3 separate regions of the Ovis aries genome follow, and regions 1 and 3 are each linked to region 2. The links are chromatin contacts, called in public Hi-C maps. All regions are on one chromosome and are shown on one strand. Each heading gives the region's core, a stretch centred on a gene start, on an enhancer-like site or on the middle of the called end of the contact. The rest is flanking DNA. Distances are from core to core; before and after follow the strand shown. Region 1 has its middle 6.2 kb from the start of TRNAH-AUG. Region 2 overlaps RBPJ (recombination signal binding protein for immunoglobulin kappa J region). Region 3 has its middle 40 kb from the start of TRNAH-AUG.

Region 1 (2,957 bases), core at 386-2,885, 400 kb after region 2:
ATGTCGGCTGGTTCACTCAACACTCACATGCGCTTCTCTGCTGCTTCACCCACCTCCACCTCAGGGCAGGAAACACCCACATCTCATGTTCTCAGGCTTCCCTCCAGAGCAGATGTCTGCTGCTGCCCGGGTTCTGAGAAAGCATGTGACAACAGGCGTGCCTGCGGCTGGTGCTGCCAGCCCTGTGCAGACATGGCACAGGATCCGAGGCGGCCTCCTGCACGGCACGGGGACCGCAGACAGGCAAGGACGCAAACTAGGGCTGACAGCTGCAGACCTCTAGACTTCCTGTTGGGTGAAAAGAATAAAGTCTTCACATTTAAAACATGGTGCAGTGAGTTGAATTGTGTCCCCTCCAAAGAATCGTCCTTGTCCTGGAATCTATGAATGTGACGTTATTTGGAAAACAGGTCTTTGCAGATGGAATTAAGTTCAAAGTCTTGAGATGAGATCATCCTGGATTCAGGTGGGCCCTAAATCCAACAGGGACAAGTGTCCCTATTAAGAAGGAAACAAAAGGAGAGAAGACGCAGAGGAGAAGGTGACACGGAGATGAGGTGGAGACTGGAGCGCTCCATCTATAGGCTGAAGAACGCCAGTGATTGCCAGCAGCTCCCAGAAGCCAGGAGAAGGGCATGAGAAGGATTCTCCTTCAGAGGCTCCAGAAGGCACCGACTCTGCTGACTCCTTGACCTCAGACTTGTGCCCTCCAGAACTACGAGGGGATAGATTTCTATTGTTTTCATCCGCCAAGTCTGTCCTGGCAGCCACAGGAAACTATACACACTGTTTTTTATTTGCAGCCTGTCTTAGTCTATCTAGGCGACTATCACAAAACTATCAGAGACTGAGTGGCTTACAAACAGCAGAGATCTATTCTCAGTTTGGACGCTGGAAGCCCAAGATCAAGGGGCCAGCACTGTCAGGCTCTGGAGAAGGCTTTCTTGGTGGTGGGCTGATAACTTCTCTTTGTAACCTTATATCTGGAAGAAGCTAGGGAGCTCTTTGGGGTCCCGATCATGAGGGCTCCACTCTCGTGACCTAGGCACTTCCTGAAGACCTCACCTCCTCATACCATCACACTGGGCATTATGAGTTCAGCACATGAACTTGAAGTGGCCGTGGGGGACACTAATACCATTCCACAGGTGGTATTTGGCCTAGAGGTAATGGGAGTTCACCGGTGGCTCCGCGGTAAAGAATCCACCTGCAATGGAAGAGATGCAGGAGACGCAGGTTCAAGCCCTGGGTTGGGAAGATCCCCCGGAGGAGGGAATGGCAGCCCACTCCAATGTTCTTGCTGGGAAAATCCCATGGACAGAGGAGTCTGATGGATTACAGTCCACTGCCATTGTGCAAAGAATTGGATGTGACTGAGTGATTGAGAAGCAGCTGGAGGTAACGGCTGTCACTGCAGGATTTTAATCCAGCAGGAGCATGAGAGAAATGGTGCTTTAGGAAAATGGATCTGTTGTTAACACTGACTCCAGACCTGCTGGGACTACAGGGCATAGCTAAACAGTCCATGTACATCTTTAGAAGGCCAAGAAACTGCCCAGATGAACCACACTCGATAGTGACGGAGCTATGATTAGTGCACATCTCCTAGCTGGAGAAGTCTCAGAGATTTCAGTTACAAAGGCACTCATTCAACAATGACACAATGGGGCATTCCAGCAACCACTCAGTGAAAACATAAAAGGCTACCAATTATCTGTCCTTCCACGACGACCTTAGTCCTTTGAGTCTATCTCTCCTAAACACCAGCCCAGAGATTCCCAGTGTCCCTTGGATGGTTCCAGAGTGACTTCTCACATGCTCTTGGCTCTGACTCCATCTCAAGGTCTGCCTGCGGCCCCTTGACAACAGATTCTGGCACTTCTCACTTGTTTCAAGCATGTAGAATCAACCCAAGCTCCCAGACATAAGTAAAAGTGACTTCTAGCTCCATGGGCCAGATTCCCTGCTACTGTCTTAAGAGGGGGAATCTGGAGGAATGATCAAGCCCAGGCTTCACTTCAATCCTGCCTCCACCATGGAAAGTTCTTTCATTCCTCTGAACCTCAGTTTCCTCGGCTGATGACAATGCCTGATTCTCCAGCAGGGGTGGGGGTCAGAGGAGTAAGTTTCAGTTAGTGAAGTAAGGCATGGACTCCACCCTTACAGAGATCACCGTGTAATGGAAGAACAGGCCCAATTTCCTTCTACTTCTGGAAAGTTAAAATTCAGTCAAGCGACTGTTGCCAAGTGCCTTTAGCTCAAATCCCATTGACAAATGCTTCAAAGTAACCCCATTTTCAGGCTGACCCTACAGATGCCAGCCTGGGTTTCAATATACTCACACAGCAGTTACTCACAGCCATCTAATCTTGTTTCTGAATTCTACACATACCTGTGATTCCAGTTATCCAAATGCAAGTAGACAGAGGACTGGAGGTGTCTTGTGCTTCCTTGGATAAAATGTGGTGGGCACACACCATGGGGACGTGTGCAGCATTCAGAAGACACATACTAGATGCACATATACGTAACAGGCACAGATCTTACGGAAAAAGAAGGTGAGATGGAGTGCTTTCTCTGTGCCAGGCACCCTCTAAGTACTTAACATAGATGAACTCATTTAGTCCTCACAAATCCCATTTTATATATATAGTTATTACTCCCTGTGTACAAAGGAAGAAACAAAGATACAGAGAAATTCAGCAACTTGCCCGGGTTATATAACCAGTAAAAGACTCAGCTAAGATTTTATCCAGCCTACACACTTCACCTTACTATGTGCTAATTAAACACAAAATAGGAAGGTCTTTCATCCTCATTCCCCACCATTCTGCCCGTGAACTGCCAGTGTGCTCTCGCTCCATCTCTGTCCTCCTGTCCTTCTCTGTACCACATGAAACTGGAAGTATTAGTTGCTCAGTCATGTCTTGCGACCCCATGGACTATAACCCACCAGG
Region 2 (3,056 bases), core at 545-3,044:
AAAATATTCATACAAGTAAGTAAAAGAATTAAGAGCAAAATGGATCATTAGTTTACTATGTATCTTACAACCTAAACACCTGCTGCATGTGGATCAAAGAACAATATATTGTGTCCCTTTAACTCAAAGACAACCAACAGATTTGTTTTGTTAGTTGCCAATAACCTGCCCTCATAAATTCTTCCCACCTAGAATAACTTCCTTATAATTTTCTTTTAGCAGTTAGATTATTTTGAAGTCTAGCTCAAGCCCCACATTTTACCTAATTCAGAAGACCACCAATCCAGTCCTTATATAGGGGGTAACACCTTTGCTTGATTACACACACTGACTTATACACACTTTAAAATATTTATTAATATGTCATGTCTCATCAAGGGGCCTGAAAACTCAAATACCTACTCAGATAATAGCCAAGTAAACTCAAATAGTGGCCAGGTAAGTAATCTAAATGAGTGGACCGGGTGTACAATAAATAAGTAGAAATATTCTTTAATTACCCAAAGACGTATGTTCCTCCCCTTCTTTATTGAAACGCAAAACCCTCAAGGCAAGTCCCACTTTTCATATAGTTATAAGCATAGAAATTTCTATCTTAATTCTTTTAAGTTCACTGTAAGGGAATAAAAAGCTTAACCGCAAAGGTCATCACCCACTCGTGTGTGGCTCTGATGACAAGGAAACAACTGAGAACTGCAAGCATCCCCACATGGCTGAACTAAGGGCATGGAGGTCGTGTGTTGGTCACATCCTCCAATTTTCCAATAGTCACCGAAAATCAAGTTTTATATGAAATTCCTAATTCTAAAATTTAGCAGCTAATTTAGTATGCTTTTTTACCACTTTTTGGGCCAACAATGTACAGACTTTTAAAAGAAGTGTATCCATGCATCTCTCTCTCTCTCTCTCTCTCTCACACACACACACACACACACACACACACACGTGCATGCACAGAAACACACAGATACCCTTATGCTGGATTTAGTTTCGGTCCATCCTAAAGGTAGCAGAGTAGTATCTACTTGTTTGCTTCCCCCTCAGCACCTACTATAATACTGACTGAATTGAATCAAAATAAATGGTATCCACATTTTGCTCAACTTTACCAAAAACTACTACTTAAGAGGCAATCTACACACAATTTATAAGAAGTGAGCTGCGTTTAATTTTCACTAATTCACAAAAATTTACTACATTCCTAGTCTGTATCAGGGACTGGAAAAATAGTAGTAGTTAAACAAAAATCCTTGCCCTAATGGAACTCATACTCTAATAAGAAAGACAATTTAAAAAATGTAGATGACTAAAATAACATACATACTTTAGCTGGTGAGGGGAAAAATAAAGCAAGGAAGGGGTACTTAAAAATGTAAGTGGCCACCAGAGTAGCCAAGGAAAATTTCTTGAAGAAAGTGACCCTGAGTTAGGACCTATGGCCATGGGTATCTGGGGAAGAGCATTTCAGAAGAGGGAACAGCAAGCACAAAAGCTCTGAAGTAGGGAGGACTGAAACAGCAGAGAAACAACAGACCAGTGTGGCTGGAGCACAGAGGAGAACAATAGGATGTGACCCAGGCGTAAAGGGAGCAGACCTAGTAGGCCGGCAGGGTCAGGCTGTGAGAGAAGGAAACCTTCTGAGGGTCTGCTCATACTTGTCTAAGCCAAGAGAAGGGAATCAGAGTGGCTTTTTTGCCTGTATACTCTCCTTGTTGCCATGAGTACAGAGGTCACAGCAGAGGCACTGGGCTCAGCTCCAGGTCACTCCAAATTTGGAGGGATGCCTAGATTAGCTGGGCCAGTTCTGGAAATTGCTCATTCAAGTCTATACCAGGGATCTCTCTGGCCTCTAAGGCTGGGAACTACCCAATACTTACCATGGCACAGACTCAAATTCCTAGCTGGCACACTATTAGGAAGCTGAGAAGGCATCAATTTTGGAAAACTTATCTCCTATTAGTATTTTATTGAACACTGACAAGTACTACGTCTTAGTAAATTGGTATACCAGCTATAAAACTTGCTGCATTTTAGTACAGTGTACCAAATATAGTAATCAAATCCCAACAAGTTATCACAAAAGATACTTTTATTTCACACCTGGAAAGAGGTCTAAAACTGTTAAAGACTCAGTGAAAGTGAAAAAGAAAATGAAAGTCGCTCAGTCATGTCCAACTCGTGCGACCCCATAGACTATACAGTCCACGGAATTCTCCAGGCCAGAATAGTGGAGTGGGTAGCCTTTCCCTTCTCCAGGGGATCTTCCCAACCCCTCCCGCACTGCAGGCGGATCCTTTACCAACTGAGCCATGAGGAAAGCCCAGAAGACTCAGTAGTGCTGGTTTTCTCAAAAGTACTGAGATGAAGTGGTATGAAACCAACAGGGCATAAAATCAGAAAGACTGTCAAGAAATTCTTTATCACTTAGAACACTGACTAAGGTTCTATACTGAAAGTGCTTTCCAGTCATGTAATAAATCTAAGAAAAATGAAGAGTCTTCAACTGTCTCTAAACTAGCCTTAGTTTTAAATCAACTCTACAACTAATTTTTAAAAAGCTGTGATGCAAGAAAATAGCAAAAAATAGCAAAAAAAAAAAAAAATTAACATTATTTCTACCATGTGATGATGAAATCTTATTTTAAACATCCCAATATTGCCACCCCCTAAAAAAATCACCTAACAATTCAAATCTTCATCTCCAGAGACTTCTGCAGTAATATAATAATCAAACAGAAGATAATCATCAATTTAAAAATTACAGACAAATAAAAAGAAATGAAGGAAGGGAAGGAAAGAATATTACCTAATTAACAGAAGAAAAAATAATTATATACCTTTATAGTAGTATGCAAATTGATGTTTTTAACTTCGACAGATGCTCAATATGTACCAAACACTTAGTGAAAAGTCTGAAATCAAGTGCTCACCTTTCAGAGTTTAACAGCTGCTATGAAAGCATACTTTATGAAACAATGTGCCTTTATTTTCTAATCTTTCCCAGTAGCTACATCTAAGCAACTAAGGCAAACAATGCTTTTATCTACCACTTGGTG
Region 3 (2,712 bases), core at 3-2,502, 360 kb after region 2:
AAAGCCCCTTGCTCCATATGCCTGGGCCTCTAGTTGTGGGCAGACAGGAGGAGCAGGGGCTCCTGGAGACTCGGAGTGTTTTTCAAGACCAAACATTATCCACAGGGTCTGAAGTATCAGTTCAAAGTCTAACTGGGTTGACATTTAGTTTATCCTCCCCAGCCCACTAACTAGTGGGTGTGGCTGAGAGGAAAAAGACCAGATTAGTTCTAAGCAAAGTAATGCTACTCTGTTTTCCCTTCACAGTGGATATGTGGTGTGAGTTATATTTGTGCAACTGGCTACTCTTGAGTCTCAGGACATCAGGGCTAGGCTGGGCTCCCAGTCCTGGGGAGCAGACAGTCAGCCTGCAAGGCTGCCCCCAGGCTGCTCTTACGTGCTGGCCTCCCCTGGGGCCTTCCTAGCAGGGCTGCAGGCCACCCAGGGCTCCTCACACATAATGGGGGGAGGGAGTTGCCTTCTGGAGAGGGGCCCAAGCAAGAAGTGGGGTCTCTGCTCCCTAAGGTAGAATCAGGAGTAGGGCTGGTCTGAGGTGAGGGGAGGATGGAGTTATGCACTAGTGGGAGCGAATAAGGAGAAGAAAACAGAAAGTAAGATGCAGGAAAGAGCCTTAGAAAGATGAGAAATGCTGGCTTGATAACAGTGGTTGTTCAGTCCCTCGGTTGTGTCTGACTCTTTGCCACCCCCTGGACGGCAGCATGCCAGGCTTCCCAGTCCCTCACCGTCTCCCGGAGCTTGCTCAAACTCATGTCCGCTGAGTCAGTGATGCCATCTAATCATCTCATCTGACAACGGTGAGAGGACCCAAGGCTGGGCTAGGGTCTTTGCACGAGCCTCCACTGTGGGGCCGGAAAGCCGGAGCGCCCTGAGCGCCCAGTGCGGGTGGCGGGGAGGTTAGGAGGTGGTGTGGAGGCTCCCCAGTCTCCTGGGCAGAGAAGGGCAGGGAGGGAGACGGAGGAGAAGGTGTACACTAGTGACCCTAACTACTGAGCGCTCCGTGCAGATTCCGGAGGACAGCTTCTGGAGGTTGCCCCCAGAGGGCAGAGGCCCAGAAGGAAATGCCCGGGCCCGTGGTCGGGGTTGAGGGGCGCAGCAGTCGCAGCAGGCCGGCTAGGGGGCTGAGGCGGGGGGCGCCCTGGTCCGTGGAGCCCCCACCCACCTGTGGGGAGCAGCCGCTCGCCTCCCGCGCCCGCAGGCTCCGGAGAGCGGCTTTCGCGGGGCGCTGCTGCCCCCTCCCGGCTCGCTTGCAGGTCCTGGGCTTCCTGGAGCTGCTTCCTCGCCGGGAGCCTGGGGCCAGGGGATCCGGGAGGGATGGAGCGGGGACCGCGGACCGCTTCCTCCCGGGTGTTCAACTCCGCAGCTCGCGCTCCGTGCCTCTAAAGCATCTGCTTTCAAAATCTTACAGTCCGTCCTCCGTCTCGGGCCGCATCCCCGCGTCTGCTCTGGCGGCTCCAGCGTCTTGACCCTCACACGGTGGAGCTTGGTGGTGAGGGTGCCGCCGCGGGCTCAGCAGGGCGTACCAGGCCCGGCTGGTCGTTGAGTCTCTGGTGCTCCCTGAAGATGCTTGTCAAAGCGCCGGCGGCTCCGGTCCTCCCACGGGGGAGTTCGGGTCACTAGTGTCCGCCTTCTCCTCCGTCCCCTCCCCGTTCTCTCTGCCCTCCTCTGGCCGCTGCTCAGACTGGAGATTCTCTGCGCCATCTCCCAGCCTAGCCCTGCCGGGCGCTCGGCTTCCTAGCCCCACGGTGGGCCGTTTTCCCCTCCGGGGGGGCGTAAGGCAAAGACCCTGGCCCAGCCTTGGATCCTCTCAGTGACATCGAGCCCGCACGTCTCATCTTCCTAAGGCTCCTTCTAGCACCTTACTTTCCGTACATCTTCTCTTTATTAGCTCCCACTACTGACCACATAACTCTGTCATCTTCACACAAAAGGTCTCCTGATCCTTAATTCTCGTTTACCGACCCACTGTCCACATTCTGCCGGCCAGCCCAATCAGAACCCTGAGTTCTGACTCCCTGATGGCCCTCAGCCCACCCTGGGGCCCCAGTGCCCTCTTTGCTGCTCAGCCCCAGCCCACTTCTCAGATTTTATTTGATGGCTCTGCTGCCCATCTCAGGTGGCACTAGTGGTGAAGAACCCGCCTGCCAGTGCAGGAGATGTGAGAGACACGGGCTCGATCCCTGGGTTGGGAAGATTCCCTGGAGAAGGAATTGGCAACCCCGTCCAGTATTCTAGCCTGGAGAATTCCATGGACTGAGGAGCCTGGCAGACTCTAGTCCACAGGGTTGCACAGAGTCGGATATGACTGAAGCAACTTAGCACATGCAGCTGCATTTAAGCCTATCGACACCTCTTTCTGCAAATGTCCTCTCCCTTCAATCTTCTGGGGCACTCCCTCTGCTTTCCCTATGACCTTAAACCCGGTCCGCTTCAGTTTCCTTGATGACTTCTTTGTCCACCAGCACTAGCCACAGGGCTCCCTCTTGACCTTCTCTTTCCATTCTGCCCACTCACCTGCAGGCTGTGGTCTCGTCCATCTCTACCCCATCTCCGTCTGCACCCAGTCTGCCTCCAGCTCAGATCCTTGCCTGGCTATATAACTGCCCGTTTTGGGGAACACAGGTCATCTCCAGGTGGACGGCCAGAGAGACCACCAGCTCTGCAGATGTGAAACTGGAATCATTGTCTTTCTCCCCAAATTGGTTCTTCCACAGA

What was found. A called contact is a pair of places that touch in the nucleus more often than the background predicts.
Region 1: a Hi-C map of hypothalamus shows a contact between it and region 2, with 3 times the contacts expected there. The contact joins two enhancer-like sites. A contact is called at or near these places in 4 of 16 Hi-C or Micro-C datasets (hypothalamus, liver, muscle and 1 more).
Region 3: a contact with region 2 is called in a Hi-C map of hypothalamus, with 7 times the contacts expected there. The contact joins two enhancer-like sites. A contact is called at or near these places in 9 of 16 Hi-C or Micro-C datasets (blood, hypothalamus, mesenteric adipose tissue and 5 more).

What each region holds. Positions count from the first base shown.
Region 1 is chr6:46,038,754-46,041,710 of ARS-UI_Ramb_v3.0, reverse strand. No RefSeq gene overlaps it. Among named protein-coding and RNA genes, the nearest start is that of TRNAH-AUG, 6.2 kb to the right of the region's middle. Within about 2 kb of position 1,635, at least 9 of the 54 cell types and tissues checked have an H3K27ac peak or open chromatin away from gene starts, as enhancers often do. A contact at or near this core is called in hypothalamus, where this site is marked.
Region 2 is chr6:46,434,694-46,437,749 of ARS-UI_Ramb_v3.0, reverse strand. All of the region lies in intron 3 of RBPJ (recombination signal binding protein for immunoglobulin kappa J region), which reads right to left. Among named protein-coding and RNA genes, the nearest start is that of CCKAR, 66 kb to the left of the region's middle. Within about 2 kb of position 1,794, at least 20 of the 54 cell types and tissues checked have an H3K27ac peak or open chromatin away from gene starts, as enhancers often do. A contact at or near this core is called in hypothalamus, where this site is marked.
Region 3 is chr6:46,072,866-46,075,577 of ARS-UI_Ramb_v3.0, reverse strand. No RefSeq gene overlaps it. Among named protein-coding and RNA genes, the nearest start is that of TRNAH-AUG, 40 kb to the right of the region's middle. Within about 2 kb of position 1,252, at least 23 of the 54 cell types and tissues checked have an H3K27ac peak or open chromatin away from gene starts, as enhancers often do. A contact at or near this core is called in hypothalamus, where this site is marked.